2 separate regions of the Rattus norvegicus genome follow, and region 2 is linked to region 1. The links are chromatin contacts, called in public Hi-C maps. All regions are on one chromosome and are shown on one strand. The core of a region is the stretch at or near the end of the contact, and the rest is flanking DNA. Distances in the headings are between cores, read along the strand shown.

Region 1 (2,712 bases), core at 194-2,693:
CTGCAGAAATCACCCTAAGCGTTCTTCAGGTTTTGGTAACCTGACTTATACATATTACATTCCACTCTGTGAGAAAGACACTGAGCCTGCTCCCCTTGAGGAAGGAATGAAGGAATGAATGGTTTTGGGTAAACTAGATTAGCCTTCAGGAGGGTTCAGTGAGGAAAAGTGTGATGTGAGAAAAATCTCTTTAAATGGTTTGATGGCGCCACCAAGTGGCAAAGAAGTAGAATACAGCCTTGGAGCGCCCCCCCCCCCGCCGTGTGTGTGTGTGTGTGTGTGTGTGTGTGTGTGTGTGTGTGTGTGTGTGTGTGTGTGTGTTAAATTCTCTCATCCTTACCTCAGTTTTCCCTTCCTCCTCTCCTCCCAACCCCCACCCCCACCCTCCAGCCTCCCCTCTCCCTTCAGAAAAGGCAGGCCTCCCAGCGATATCAGGGAAACATGGCATATCAGCGCAATAAGACCAGACACATCCCCTCATTCAGGCTGGATGGGGAACCCAGTCAGAGGAAAAGAGGGCCTGTGCCTGGCATGCGTGTGGACGTCAGAGGACAACTTGAGCGAGTCAGTTCTCTCCTCCACTAATGTGAGTCCTGACCACAACGTTTTTCAGGGGTGGCAGCACTCTAACCTGTGAGCCGTCTTACCAGGCCATACCTATACATTTTCAAAGGTTAGATCCAAGAACAGTGACCTTCAGTTTGTGGGCTGTCATTAAAAACATGTTTCCTTGTAGGAATTAAAGATGCATCTCAGAAACAGTTTTTCTTCTGCCTGTTGGGGCTCATACCGTGGTGCAGAAAGCCCCACTACTAACTCCTCACAGCCTAACTCAGGCACTTTGGATGTGTTCTCTCTCTCTCTCTCTCTCTCTCTCTCTCTCTCTCTCTCTCTCTCTCCCCCCCCACTCTTCAAAAAAAAAAAAAAACAAACAAAAAAACACTCTTCTGTGTTAAGCTTAACTGTCCTAACGCTTTTCTCTGTGTCAACTAATAACTCAAATTGATATCAGCCTAGCTGAATCAAGCAGTTTTGAAAACTCAGGAATTACCTGCAACCATTTATAATTAATATATAAGTCAATGCATTCCCAAGTTATCACTCAAGAGCCTATCTATTCCTGATTCAGAGGTTTTCAGCTACAGCCCATGCCATGTGGAAAGCCCTGGTCTTCACAGTCACATGGGCTTGCTTGGATCCCACACCTGCCCCTCTCCGTGTGGCTTTAGTGAGTCACCCTTCTTTTTCCAACCTCCCCCATTTCCGGTACGGTTCCGTACAGTTCCGGTACAGTTCTGGTACGGTTCCGGTACAGTTCTGGTACAGTTCCGTATGGTTCCGGTACAGTTCCGGTACGGTTCGGTACAGTTCCGGTACAGTTCCTATACAGTTCCGGTACAGTGCACATTCATCTCTCAGGGCTGCAGCCAGGGGTTGCGGGCCGCTCCTGCAGAGCAGCACGTAAGAGCAGGGGAGACCTCGGCCTCTTACAACCTCTCTCTGCTCAGGCTGTCGTTCACCTCATAGAAACCAGTTTAGCTCCGAGACTAGACTCTTGCCGGACAGTTGTGGTTCCCTCTCAGAGTTCTATGTACACAATGACACAGCTGCCCAATGCACTGAGCCCTCGGTGGGCTATTATCTAAAGTCCCTTCCTTTCTTTCAGAGCACTGATCCATTGCACATAGTCGATTTAGAGTTAATTATAAACCTGAAGTCCTGTTTAGCCTCTTCCTCTCAAATACACAATCTGTTGTCAAGCATTAACTCAGAATACAAGGACCTTTTAGTTTTTGATCTTCATGTCCTTGCTTCTTTAAACCCCAGGGTAACCTCAGTCGCCACTCCCACCCACCCCCCACCCACCCCCCAGATATTGGGATTACAGTTGTTGTACCACTGTGCTCAGTTCACAGGAACCACTGGAAACTTGAGGTGGGAACAGTAGGTTTCTCTTGTGTTTGCTGTGGTTATTTCCTCTCCTCGCAGAAGGTGCACGGTTCTTTCTGATTTGTCTTTGCTGACCACACCTTGCTACAGTCAAGAGTGTTCTGCTCCTGCATAGCAACATCCCTCTACCTCTACATTTCAGATCCATGTCAGAGTGGATATTAACAGAAAACTCTTCCCAAACCACTTCCTGCCAGCAAGGGGTGACTGATGTCATGTCCATGTTTCTGAAACCACATCTATAGAAAAGGATCAGAGAAGGGAATTAAGATGTGCTAAGTCTATGCATATAGTAATGTATTTAACCTTCCCTTGATCCACTCAGTAACACAGTACATTGTACAGATGACGAGACCGAGAACCCATGTGTTACTTGATTACGCAAACACATATTGACCCTGATTATCAGGCACTGGGGATGCAAGGACAAACAGCCAGCAGAGCCCATAGGATCTTGCCTGGGATGATCCAAAGAGCAGAAATGAAAGGCTTTTCCGTAGGCATAGTGTTACTCTAAGTCTACCCTTCTATTATTCAAATGCTGGTTCCCCAATCCTACTATCTGACATTCTAGACACAGCATTGTAAGGCTTAAGAGTCTCCTGTCTCATGTTTGTGTAAACAAGGATCACTATTTAGTCTCTGCCTTGCCAATGAAATCTGGAAAGGCCAATGGCTAGTCAATAGAAAGAATAGGACAGCACATCAGCCAGCCAGAGGAGGAGGGAGAGAAAGAGAGGATTCAACATGAGGAAGAGTTCC
Region 2 (2,703 bases), core at 148-2,647, 100 kb before region 1:
CCATTGACCTCATTCTTAGTGTCACTTTCCTTCGATTCAGGGTTTGTGTCTTCACTTTGTTTTTCTCGACTACTGGACTTCACACTACTCTTTTTATCATCGGATCCCTTCTTTTCTTTCTCCTTGGACTTTCTATCTTGTTCTCTGTCCCGACTTTTGCTCCTGTGTTTATAGGACTTTCGATCTCAGCTTTTTGACCGTCTTCGATCTCGACTGCGAGATCTATGTTTTCTTTCTGATCTGTCATGGCTTCTGCTTCTTCGTCGATCTCTACTTCTGCTTCGGCTTCTGTCTCTACTCCGTGATCTTTTGTGGTCCCGAGACCTGCTGCATCTCCGGTCAGAAGTTCGGCTTGAGTGTCTACTCCATGAACAACTTCTCTTTCTCCTTTTTCTGTCACGAGCTCTTTCTTTTTCTCTTTCTTCCTCTTCTCTTCGTCTTTTTCTTTCCCGTTCTTCCCTTTCTCTCTCCCGCTCTTTTTCTCTTTCCTCTCTTTCTTGCTTCTCTTCTTTGAGACGTTCATCCCGATCGGGTTCCTCTGTTCTTTTTCTTAACTTTTCTTTTAATTCTTCCACAGTGGCTTTAATTTTGGCATAGCCCATGTGTTGCTTCCCCATCAAATGGTCATCTACCCGGGACTGGGCATCTCCTACTATCAAAAAGGCTCCGTACACTTCACAGACTTCCATCTGTTTTTCTTGGGCAGCAAAACTTCCTATAGTCGAGGTTGTAGATCTTAGCAATTCTCTCTCTTCCTTTAACTGTTCAACCAATTTCATCATTCCCTGGGCTTCTTCTACCTTTCCTTCAGATCCTAACTCTTCAATCTGCTGTAGAAGCACATCAATTTTGTCTGTCAGAACCTGAATTTTTTCTTCATTTTTGCCTGTTGGACCAGCAGCCCCAGAAGACTGCTGATTTTGAGATAATGCCAAACGAGCATGACCTCACCCAATTCTACGCTCGACCTCGGCAAGTAAACTCTGTAAGTATCGCAAAAAATCTCTCTCATAGCCAACTTTCATAAAACAAGAACTCTTCTCATACTGTTTTCTTAGATTTTCATCATGAATTTTTTCACATGGACCAAGGTCAGAACAGATATTTGTGAACAATTCCTCAGGACAAAAACCACAGAGATAATATTTACAAACGCTCTCGTGGTCCCACCGCACGTTGCTGCGCTTCTCATCCGGGGCCAGGTTTCGGTCCCGGCCCATTAACTCATCCAACAACTGCGCGGCCGAAATCATGGTGCTTCCTCTGGGCGGCTGCTCACACCAGCCCTAGCACCCACCAACGAAAACCACCAGCCACTCGGCCGCCGAACTAACCCCTCGGCCCACTCTCAAGCCGAAAAGCCTCTTCCAAAGAGGAGCCGATAAGACAAAAATTATCTTCTGTTTCTTTAGCTGAAATTTTTGTGTCCTTGGGAATGAAATCTCTCACTAGCTCGGATAACTTCCATTCTACTCTCTCCTTAGCTTTTTAGATTCCACTTGTGAGATAATCTGCCTTTTTGTGCTCAGCTCAGTTCATACAGGATTCATGCATTTCAGATTGAGAGAAAGAGGGGGGGGGGGCCTTGATTGATTCCATGTGTAGGCCAGGTTGACCTGGAATTCCAAGTTGACCTGGATTGCAGGCCAGTCCCACTTCAGCCTTCCAAGTGATTTGACAACAACAAACAATAACGAATGTGTATTATCACACCTAGTTAAGATTGTCTTTTAAGACTTGTTTTGACTTATATGTATGTGTGTGAGACTGCATGAGTTTATGTGCACATGCGTGTAGGAGTCCACAGAGACCAGAAGAAAATGTCATATGCTGGAGCTGGAGTTTCGATTGGTTTTGAGCTGCCATGTGGATGCTGGATAACAGAATCCCAGGCCTCTACAAGAGCAATAAGGGCTCTGAACCACTGACATATCTCTCCAGTCCCAATTTCCTTCTTTTTAAAGACTGGGAAATATTCTATTGTGTACATATGTCACGTTTTCATTATTCAAGCATCTGCTTGGATATTTATTGATTAAATATGCACATACTATATCTGTCTTGCTTTTTTTTTTTCGTTGCCTGTTAGTAGCTTGCAAATCTTCTATTGAGAAATGCCCACTATGTTGCATAGTTTGATGTCAACTAGACACGAACTAGAGTCATCTGAGAGGAGGGTATATCAACTCAGCTATTGCCTCAAATAGATCAGCTGTTGACAAGCCTGCCGAGCATTTTATTAATTAGTGATTGATGTGGGAGGGAAGGACCAATTTTAGGTGGTACCACCTCTCAGCTGGTGGTCCTGAGTTCTATAAGAAAACAGGCTGAGCAAGTCAGTAAACATCATTTCTCTATGGTCTCTACTTCAGCTAGGGCCTCCAGGTTCCTCCCCAATTTAAGTCCTTTCATAATGAACAAGAATGTGGAAGGGTATGTCAGATAAACCCTTTCCTCCCTAAGTTTCTTTGGTCTTGGTATTTGATCACACCAATAGTAACCCTAGCTAGAGCAGAGGTTGGTACAAGGATAGTGGGGTATTTCTGGAACAGACATGATCATCTTGTCTTGGGGAGGATTGTGGAAGGACTTTGGAACTTTGGGCTAGAAAAGCCATTGAGTGTTAAGAGCTTAGTGGATTATCTTGTAGGAACTTGGAAGAAAAGAATGCTGAGAGAAGTGCAAAAGACAGAAGGCTGGCTT

The links. A called contact is a pair of places that touch in the nucleus more often than the background predicts.
Region 2: a Hi-C map of liver shows a contact between it and region 1, with 2.4 times the contacts expected there. The contact joins the promoter of Luc7l3-ps2 here to the enhancer-like site in region 1. A contact is called at or near these places in 3 of 12 Hi-C or Micro-C datasets (the A7r5 cell line, Schwann cells and liver).

Annotation. Positions count from the first base shown.
Region 1 is chr5:54,345,647-54,348,358 of GRCr8, reverse strand. The region is part of intron 3 of Mob3b (MOB kinase activator 3B); the gene reads left to right. Among named protein-coding and RNA genes, the nearest start is that of Cga, 64 kb to the right of the region's middle. Within about 2 kb of position 1,443, at least 5 of the 93 cell types and tissues checked have an H3K27ac peak or open chromatin away from gene starts, as enhancers often do. A contact at or near this core is called in liver, where this site is marked.
Region 2 is chr5:54,448,399-54,451,101 of GRCr8, reverse strand. It overlaps Luc7l3-ps2 (LUC7-like 3 pre-mRNA splicing factor, pseudogene 2), which reads right to left and starts at 1,397. Exons shown (of 1, transcript XM_063288524.1): 1 at 1-1,397. The coding sequence starts at 1,253. The region is part of intron 2 of Mob3b (MOB kinase activator 3B); the gene reads left to right.